Linked DNA regions of Mus musculus: region 1 is linked to region 2. A link is a contact called in public HiChIP or PLAC-seq data. All regions are on one chromosome and are shown on one strand. Each heading gives the region's core, a stretch centred on a gene start, on an enhancer-like site or on the middle of the called end of the contact. The rest is flanking DNA. Distances are from core to core; before and after follow the strand shown.

The links. HiChIP or PLAC-seq counts read pairs in DNA pulled down with a chosen protein or histone mark.
Region 1: an H3K27ac HiChIP or PLAC-seq map of embryonic stem cells shows a contact between it and region 2, with 12 times the contacts expected there. The contact joins the promoter of Prlr here to the promoter of Skp2 in region 2. A contact is called at or near these places in 3 of 39 promoter capture datasets (embryonic stem cells, hippocampal neurons and pre-B cells), 2 of 115 datasets of contacts at active chromatin or transcription factors (embryonic stem cells and large pre-B cells) and 1 of 9 other capture datasets (embryonic stem cells).

The regions. Positions count from the first base shown.
Region 1 is chr15:10,173,784-10,178,639 of GRCm38.p6, forward strand. Prlr (prolactin receptor) reads left to right here and starts at 3,455. Exons shown (of 10, transcript NM_011169.5): 1 at 3,455-4,088.
Region 2 is chr15:9,136,264-9,141,886 of GRCm38.p6, forward strand. Skp2 (S-phase kinase-associated protein 2) reads right to left here and starts at 4,191. Exons shown (of 10, transcript NM_013787.3): 1 at 3,921-4,191; 2 at 3,169-3,440. The coding sequence starts at 3,928. Lmbrd2 (LMBR1 domain containing 2) reads left to right here and starts at 4,307. Exons shown (of 18, transcript NM_177178.3): 1 at 4,307-4,477.

The sequences.
Region 1 (4,856 bases), core at 2,205-4,704, 1.0 Mb after region 2:
GATATGTACTCACTGATAAGTGGATCTTAGCCTAGGAACTTAGAAAACCCAAGATACAAGATACAATTTGCAAATCACATGAAGCTTAAGAAGAATGAAGACCAAAGTGTGGACACTTTGCCTCTTCTTAGAATTGGGAACAAAATACCCATGGAAGGAGTTACAGAGACAAAGTTTGGAGGTGAGAGGAAAGGATGGACCATCTAGAGACTGCCATACCCGGGGATCCATCCCATAATCAGTCTCCAAACGCTGACACCATAGCATATACTAGCAAGATTTGGCTGAAAGGACCATGATATAGCTGTCTCTTGTGAGACTATGCAGGGGCCTAGCAAACACAGAAGTGGATGCTCACAGTCAGCTATTGGATGGAACACAGGGCCCCCAATGGAGGAGCTAGAGAAAGTACCCAAGGAGCTAAAGGGGTCTGCAACCCTATAGGTGGAACAACAATATGAACTAACCAGTACTCCCGGAGCTTGTGTCTCTAGCTGCATATGCAGCAGAAGATGGCCTAGTTGGTCATCATTGTGAAGAGAGGCCCCTTGGTCTTGCAAACTTTATATGCCTCAGTAAGGGGGAATGCCAGGGCCAAGAAGTGGGATTGGTTGGTTAGGGGAGGGTATGGGGGACTTTGGGGACAGCATTTGAAATGTAATTGAAGAAAATACCTAATTAAAAAAAAGTCTCAGCTAATAAAGGGAATTATAACTTACAAAAAAAGAAAAGGGACAGGTATGTGTTCATGTCTCAGTGATGTCTTCCATTCAAGATGGGACAAGAAAGAAAGAAAGAAAGAAAGAAAGAAAGAAAGAAAGAAAGAAAGAAAGAAAGAAAGAAAGAAAGAAAGGGAGAAAGGGAGAAAGGGAGAAAGGGAGAAAGGGAGAAAGGAAGAAAGGAAGAAAGGAAGAAAGAAAGAAAGAAAGAAAGAAAGAAAGAAAGAAAGAAAGAAAGAAAGAAAGAAAGAAAACAAGCAAGCAAGAAAGGTATGTATGTGATTTGGAGCAATCTTTTTCAACTTTACAAATATAGATGTAATTGTGTTTTGTTAGCAGTATCAGTATCTGTTGTGGTGTTTCTCGCATTTCCTATTTATTAAAGAATAGAAAGCTATCTCCAATTGGTAAAAGTGAAATCTAGAAACAAAAGTGTCCCCTGTGTAAAGGAGAAAGGAGAGAGGCTGTGCCAGAAACCCTGGAATAGCAGGGAGACATGGGGAAGTGGAGAAATGCGGCGTCCTAAAGGAGAGCTCACAGAAAGCAGGGGAAAGGCCAAGGTAACCCTGCCTGGAGAGCAGCTCGCGGGCAGCCATGGCAGAAGAGGAAGAACCAAATAGTGACCAAAACAGTAGAGTTGATGGATTTTCTTGTAGGACTAGGAAAGTTACCCTGAACCTCTTGGATTATAAGTTTATCACCAGACATGCAGGCATTGTTATTCGGCTCCTCCTTGGGTGTTGCTGGTCTGCACCCAAGGCTAGGAATAGCCAAATCCAAGGAAAGTAAGTCAAGAAGGCTGTGGATGTGTGACGCTTTCCTAAACTGTGAATCATCCCAAGTGCCAGCTGGGCCAGGAACAATCTGAGAAAGCTGTGGAAGGGAACTCATGGCTAGGAAATAGGAAGGCAAAACAAAACAGGCAAGGAAAGAAAACCGTGAAGACCATAAGGTTTTATTAGCGTGATTGGCATTTTACAGACTCCATCAACATTATAGCTATTCCCCTGCTGAGCCTGGTTTACACTAAGTGAAACTCGTGCAAGTCAAATGAATAGCGATATCCAAAACATTGCTAGTGTGTTACCTTAAACTGTGGGGTGAGGTCTTGGAGACAGTGAGCAGATACAGAGTCAAGACACAGCTGGATGAATCAGCAAGACAAGACACACACTGAGGCAGATGCAGATCTAAGCAAACGGAGAACACGAGGAAGTGGGTGAATGGTTCCAGTGTGTGCAGAAGGAGAGAGTCATGGTCTAGCTATGGAGCAAAGGGAAGCTGGCCTCACAGATGACTTCCCTCAGCATCTCAGTAACAGGAGAGCACAAGGAAATTTACGACTGTGAACGCCTGCCTGTGGCTTGGGGTCAGGGTATATGCTGCACAGCAAAGCAGAAAGCCATGACCTTCTCTCCAAATAGCATGTGGATTAGTCACTTACCCTGTTCTGGAACCTACTTCTGCTGTGCAGCAGGAACGCAGACGTCTAGGAACCACAAGGAAATCGAACAGTTTTCCATTGCCAAAGGTGATTCTCCCTCTCTTCTCATTATCTGTTAGAATAGTCAAGGAAAATTACACTTTACTGAGTAACCCCCAGCCTTTCAAAGGTCACACAGGAATATAATCACTAACCTCTGGTGGTTCACGATGGTTTAGACACTTTAATAATATGATGATCTACCTACACGGGCATCCTGTTAAGTTTTGTGCTAGATAATTTCCCCCAAATTCAGTCAAATATACAAGTTCTAAGCATATCTGATAGGCAAGACAAGGCTAGATTATGATGTTCAACAGGTGTTTTTATTCTTTTTTTTTTCTTAAAATATCTTAAACTTAACAATGGGTTCATTGTGGTGTAACTTGGCCACTAAGAATGTCTGTATTCTGCCATTGGAGAGGATACTCGTTAGTTTTGAAAATGAACGGGCACTGTATTATACACTCTCAAAGGTAATTGTGAGCAATGGTCCACCTCAGCCACCAGAAGCCGGCATAGTCTGTGCACAGCAGATACACACCCCACAGCCTCTGAAAACCAGGGGTAGATCATGGTTTATCTTGTGCAGGTCATGTGTGAACGCCTCTTCTAATGCAAGAGAATCGCCTAAACGTCATGGGATTTCCAGCAGCTTCCTGCAGTGTGGCAGAAAGCCATTAACGAATGTGATTTGCCAGTTATTGTAAAGTGTCAATCAAATCAGAGGAAGAAAAAGCAATGTTTCAATGATTAAAAAAAATATTCAATAGCTTGTTCAAAATAACCACCCATCGTGGCCCTCTAACTTACCTAACAACGGGACACAGTGTTAATCAATGGCATCACTTACCTGTTCAGAGATAACTATTTGATCCAAGTAGCTATTGGTATTTGTTGTTTTAATAGTTTATTTTCAAGAGAACATAGGGAGGGGTGCAAGAGGAAAAGCAGTGTTTTGTTAATACCAAAGACATAATATAAAACAACCCTCAGATGGTGCAGCTTATTTGAGGAGGTACATTCTGCATTTGCGGAAAGGAGCCGACTCGTGGGTTGCTGAGGATGTTGGTGTATCTACTATTTTGATGTGGCTGAGCATAAAGTAGAGCCCTGGAAGTTCTGCTGTGTTAAAAAATAGAAAGCAACGCGTCCTTTAAGGGTCCCTGTTTATTCTTCCTCGACCACTTTCCTCTGACTCCTCCTCCTTCCCAGGGAAGGTGTGATTCCAATCCCTAGAGCCCCCTCAAGTATTGTCAAGCGGCTGGCTGCTGGGTGTTGCTTGCTGGGAAGTACGGAAAGAAATTTGACACCGAATCTCATCTTGGCTACTGGGAGAAATACCATCTTTGAGGTCACAGGACTTAAAGGACATTTCTATTATTGTTTTGTCTCTTTACTGGTAGTCTTGATGGAAGAAGGTCCCCTGATCATGCGAAACGGATCCGGGAGAAATCAGACATTACCTTGTCCACCTTTTCTCTGCATTCTGATTCCCCCAACTATCTCCGTCACCTTATAAAACTGGCAGGCTCTGGACCTTTTGCACGCTGGAGAAAAATCACTGTTTTGCCTCCAGCAAGGAACATGCATGTTGCAACACTGACTCCTCCTCTAGTGAAGAAAGAGTGAACAAGTGCACCGAGTTGAGCTTCTTCTCAGAGACACGCGGCTGGCGACGGCAGAGCAGAGGCTAAAATCCCCAGACTGCCGGGTCTTCTGAGCTGGGCTTTCCCCGCCTTCCTGCTCTGTCTCACTCACTCCTCTCCTGCGTTCTGGATTTTACACGGGGCTCAGGAAACAGCTTTACCTGTCACTGAAAAAGCTCGCGTTCTTTGCAAGAAGTGCTCAATCCCTGGTATGGCAGACTTTTCTCTCCAGCAGAAGTGAGTACCCATGTCAGACAAGGCTGTGCGTGGCCAGGGGTGGTGCGGGCGGGCGCTCTCCAGGGCCGCGGGTTCGAGGCCGCGAGTGGGAGTGGAACAGTTGGCTGCAGGCGCGGACAGCTTAGGGAAATGCCAGCTAGCTGCCAGAGCCCGCGGGCGCGAGGAAACCCCATCCCGTGCTGTGAGCGTGCCTGAAGCCAAACCTTGGTGTCCCTTTCGAGAAAAGCTAAATATATGCCAAGGGGCTTGGCCACCCACCCCAGCTTTTACAACTGCTCTCGGTGTGTTTTAAAATAAACCCTGCAAGCGCGCCCTTGCGAATGAGTTTCGGTGGTGTGATGGTGGGGTTGCAGGTGGTTTGTGTCGAAATGAAAAGCTGGGGAGATAGCGGGGAGGCTGAATGGGCTGGGGCAGGAGACGTGGTGGCAGCTAACTTGGGCAGTCTCCTGCCGGCTGCACAGCTGGGTGCCAGGTGAAGAGACAGTCACCTGAGCTCCCACCCCCACTCCCTAAGGCAGCTAAGCGGAGTCTGGGCAGTGTGCTAGGAATTCAGGCCCTAGGGGTAGAAGCAAGGACACACTGCTGGAGCAAAGATCATGGGATCAGGGGACAGAGGGGATAGCCTCCCAGAACCCAGACTCTTAATGCTGAGGCAGGGGGAGGCAAGGGCTGTAGTTGTGTAGAAAAATATCCTGTTAGTGACCTCTACCTGTGTGGTAGGGAAGCAACCCACGTTCCCTTAATAACAAGCAACTTGGGGTTTTCTGT
Region 2 (5,623 bases), core at 2,941-5,440:
CAAAAAACAAACAAAAAAACCCAAACATAACAAGAAAAAAGAAATGCAGACGTAGACTCACTGATTGGACCAGTTCAGTTCCTCTCTCCCCAACACCTTTGCTTTGCCAAGTAGCCAAGGACTCCACACATCCACTGGGATGGGAAATGAGTCACTTCTGCACAAGGGGCTCCTTCCCTCCTTCCAGCCCTGAGGACACTCAGGGTCTGAGCTACTACTAACACCTCTGTCTTCCTGGCAGGCATGTAGCTGTGTGCAGCTGCTATATACTTTGTCCTTCCTCTTCAACTCCATTTTGAAACTCCTAAGAAACAGCAACCCTCCCTTATGTTCTGTCTGGGTCCTCACAGTGTTTTGCTTCAAAGATGACTTTTGTCCTACATCTGTGGACACGTAGATGTCATATTTTATAACCAAAGCTATGTACAATGGGCAAGTTAATCAAAACCTACTCATCTTAGCAGGATCTATCTCACCACATTTGGTTGGTCAAACACCAAATTGCTACTGTTAAAAACCCAGGCTCTAAAAATAAGAGTCACTTTAAGTTTTATAAAGAAAAAGATTTCTATATGTGCAGAGTCAGATTAACATTACTGTAGACAGAGGATGCTTCTCAAGCCAGTGTCAGAAACTGTGTGGACCATTACCTATTATAAGCCACTGTCATACTAAGACCTTTACAGTTTTACTCAATGTTCAGATGAACACTTTAAGTAGGAATTATTGCTCCATTTCACAGATAAGGAAACTAAGGCCCAGAAAGTTCAAGTCACTTCCCAAGGTAGCTCCCAATGGCAGCATCAAGGTTTAAATGTAGATTTGTCTGAACTTACTTCCATACCCCTCTAGTTAATCTCATATATTATTATATATTCAGTTATGTTTTCACTTTGAGACAGTCTTACTGCGAGGCTCATGCTTTCTAGAAATCCCCATCTTCTGACTACAGCCTCTTAAACTGGGACCAGAGAGACGTGCCACCATACCTGGCATTAATGTGGACTCACATGCTATAACCTGAAGATGACTCCCTTTCCAAAAAAGTATTGAGAAGCCCAAACAGAATTTTTTTTTTTTGAGACAAGAGTCTCATTGCGTAGCCCTGGTTGTCCTGGAAGTCACTGTATAGGCCAAAGAGCTTCCAATTCACAGAGATCTGCCAGCTTTGGCCACTGGTGTACTGGGTTCAAAGGCATGAGACACCACAGGGGACTACAAAACAGGGATTTTCAAGCAAGCCACGGATCTGCTCACCACCCTGTCTGCAGACAGCGCCCGAAGGAAGGACGGAAGAATCCATTTCTTTACGCTGGCTTTGCAAGGCTTCACTCTGATGCTTTCTTCAACGTCTTTTTCCATTCCTCACCCAATTTTAGTTTAGACTTTGGTCACCTCTTCCACTGCTTTCATCCTGACCACGGCTTATCATTCTCTCACTGCTCTACATAAATCTCTAGGGGTCTGCTGCCTATCCTCTACCCGATACAGTTCAGCCTCAGCTAACCAATGTGTCCCTTTGGAGGGGTCACCGAGCCGGGGCGCCAATGGTCCACTCTTTTAATCCCAGCACTTGAGGCAGGCAGATCTCTGAGCTGGAGGCCAGCCTGTCTGAGTTGGAGGCCAGTGAGTTACACTACAAACAAAGAAACCCTGTCTCAATGGACGACACTGAACGAGGGGAGAGGAGTGAGTGTTCCAATGAGGAAAGATCAGCCCCACCTGAGGCCGCACCTCTCCCTACTCTGTCCACTCTCACTCTGCTTTCCTGTTCTCCAGCATCTTATGTGGCTTCCCTTTACTTTAGGTTCCCTATGCCAAGGGACATTTTCACGCGTATTCCTGCATTCTCCCCTTGTCTTTGCTTAAAGGTCACAGCCCAAATAAGGATGTCAGCCAATAACCAGTTTGCAATCTATCTTCAGATTCCAAGACTTCCTCCATTCTGCCTCAGTTTGACCCCCTCTTTGTTTTTAGCCACGTTGGCCTAACATGTTACAGAAAGTACCATATCCATTGGACTTCCAGCATTTCCTCACTAGAATGGAAGTTCTAGGATTTGTCTGTTTTGTTCACTGCTATTATCTGGAGCCACTATACTGTGGAGGACAGTGTGCTCTCAAAAACACTTCCTGAATCACTCTTTTGAGACAGGGTTTCTCTGTGTAGCCCTGGCTGTCCTGGAACTCACTCTGTAGACCAGGCTGGCCTCAGAAATCCGCCTGCCTCTGCCTCCTAAATCCTGGGATTAAAGGCGTGTGCTACCACTGCCCGACCCTGAATCACTTTTTTAAATGACTAGGGGGTGGGGGTGGGGAAACCTTGACAAGCCTCAGGTCAACACACTATATTTACTCTAAGGCTGCCAGTCCTTGAGTCTGGATCTGCCCTGGAGGCGCTTTATTTAAAAATGTTTGGGGAATCAAGGAGTGGGAGTCACTAGTGAGAGAAGAATTTCAGGTAAATTCTGATCTCATCAATCCACCCTGCCTCCTGGAGACAGAGCTGAGAAGAAAGCTGACAATATAAATCTATTACAATAATCCAGGAAGAGATGATGAAAGCTTGAAACAGCTGCCACACAAGAGTGAAAGACACAGTGACTAGCTGGGTAGTGGGGGCAGTGGGGATGAGACCACATTTCAGGGTTCTATGACTGTAGATGCAATGTCACAGTAAGGGAAACACCACACCCCCAAGGGCCTGCTTGCAAGCGGAGCAATCTAAGTCTCTTCTACTTAGTAACATTTACCTTCCTAATGTGCCTACCAATAATCTAAGTCATTACCATACAAAGCTTGCTCAGATACAAAGAAGTATATAGAGACAAAAGGGGACCCTCTAAGATCCCTGCTTCTGTTCCCATATGTCAGTGTACTGAGCTGGACTTTGAGCAGGAAGATTCCTTTCTAAGGAAAAGGGCAGGAAAAAAGCTTCAAGTCAATTGTTGACCACAAGATAAAGACCAACCAAGATTCCTGAAGACTTAATGACTGGAATCCATTTCACTGCCACACTTCCAAACTAGGCAATTTTAGGCACCAAAACTAGGCAATTTTAGGCACCGATCCAAAAAGATTCCCCAAGGAAATAATTCAATCGAATTTAGTTAAAACAAAATAGTTCAACCCATTACAATACAGTTTGGATCTTAGTGTTGTGCATTACCTGGAAAGTTCTCCCGACTAAGCTTCGGCCGACGGATGATCACAAAGTCTTTGTCACTCCCTTTGCCCTTGACTCGTTTCCTTGGAGGGCTCTGGGGGTGGCCGAGGTTTGAGAGCAGTCCATGTGGGATGTTCTCACTGTCCACCTCCTCCTTCTCCAAGGCCGAGACACCCATGCCTGATAGCAGTTCAGAAGTCTTGCTGGAATCCCATCCCCACGTGAAGCTGGTGGTGACGTTGCCACTCTGGTCCGGAATCTCCTGAAGGTGCTTCCTGCAGAAGGGCAGACATTCTCTATTCCTTTTGAAAATACACCCCTAAATAATTCCAAGGTAGGCATGAAAGAAGAGTAAAGAATGGAGTGGAGAAAAGTCCCAGCAAGTGACAGTACTGCATTTTTTAAACGTGCCTACAAGCGAGAGAAATACAAGAATGAAAGAGAAAAATCGGGAACATATATACTTTGAAAGGCTTTGGGATTTATGGTCACGCAGAAGGCCTCAATAATTTCTTCCCGTGGAGGGAAAAAGAGGGACGGCACTGATACCATGACTCAAAGTAGAGGAAGGAAAACTTAATTAGGAAGCCAAATTAAACTCCACATTGATATTCGCACTAAAGCATTCATCCATCCTTTTTCTCTAAGCAAACATTCACATAACCAGATTATTTGAACAAGAAGCAACATTCGCGGCCTAAAAGAATTCAAACGGTTCATTCATGTTTTGTCCGGTTTTTTTGCAATCGGTTTACCTATGCATGGTGTCCACTGATTCAGGAGTTTTGAATGCTTGAATTAATTGAAGCGCTGCCTGCCTTCCAGACTCCTGTTTTAGCGCTCGGCTTAGAGTGATCCCCGGGGCCCCAGCAGTTGGACCCGCGAACTAGCAACGTTCCATCACCACCGCGCGCGCGGAGTTCTGCATCCCGCTCTCCAGCAGCCGCCTTCTGACGCCCCGTTGCCTGCTGGGAATTGTAGTTCCGAGCCTAGCTCGTAGTCCTGCCTGGGTTCTTCCACTCTGATTTCGGACCAACCCTCCAGATACCCACAACTCCCTGCGGCGCCGGGCGGGATTGAAGGAGGAGGAGGAGGAGGAGGAGGACAGGCAGGCGGAAGTGGGTGGAGCTCCGGCTGGCTGGGAAATGTCAGCCGATTGACTGGGAGCAGGTTTTCCTTTTCCCGGAGCTCACGGGCCTTCGGGTGATCACCGCCACGGTCGCCCGGGACTGAAGGATCCGTGACCCCGGCAGGCTGCGGCGGACGCGAAGCTTCTGAGTCCCTTCCAGACGCTGTCTGGCGAGGTCCGACGGTGAGCGTGAGGGGGGCGGGGACGCGTGAGGTGCGTCAGGGTCTGGGGTCCCGGCCCAGTCCCTGGCGGACATAGACTTGGGGGGAGTTCCAGATGGTGAGTGGCCGCCGCCGCCAGGCCCATCTCCGGGGTCTCGATGGCCCGCCAGGTGAGAGGCTGCGGGTGGCACTCCTGCCATTCGCCTTCCTCCACCTGGCAGTGGGCGGCCCTTAGGACTGGGTCTGTGGACGCGATCCTTTCCTCACTTGTAAACTAGGCTCGAGGACGCGGCACACCTCATGGGCTGGCACTGAAGATCAAATCAGCGTGCGAGGGGAAGCCTTTTTCGAGCTAAAGCGCAGCTCCAAGAGGAGCGATGGTTTATTTTTAAGGCGGCAGGAGCCAGCAGTGGTTCCCGCGTGCATCCTCTTGGATCCTTGATGAGTCTCCCAAATACCAAAGGGAAAAAGGGAGGCTCCGCTTGCAAGGAGAGACCACCCTGAAAGCTGTTTAGGTGCCTCTGACTCAATCCACAGCCTGTCCTAGAATCTCTCTGCCTAGAAACTATGCTAATTTAGCCTCTGAAGAGGTCGGGGGCGATTAGATTAGAATGACCATGCAAAATTCAGGTGTGCAAACTGTGCAACAGGGGAGAGGGTAGGGGGATGCATTTCTAGTCCAGTAAAAATGAAGATTTATAGAGTTGAGAAAAAAGCAGGCCACCTTCATCAAAAACATTAGAATATTGGTTTAGTATGTTAGATTGCATACACTTGTGTTTCTTTGTGGAGAGAGCAAGATTCGTTTTATAGTGGAATTAAATCCTTCATGCTCAGTTTTGTCTTTGTTTCTAGCATAATCTTTGCATCAGTTACTTCTTGAGAGGAAGAGATTCATGAACTTTTAGTTCCTGTGAGTGAGATTGGTGTAAAAAAAAAAGACCTTTTTGCAAATTGGTTTTACTTGAAAAGAAAGACTAGGAGAATAAGTATGTAGTCACAGTTTTGTTATGGAAAGTATCTAAAGTGAGACCTTCTGAAATAGTGTATAAAGTTATCTTTTGTTACTTTGAAAAACTCATTTGCCTTCTCTTGAACTTTGTCCTTTCTGTTAGGATGTAACTCGTTCAAGAGTAAATTCTAGTAAATATAAAACAGCCCTGAATTC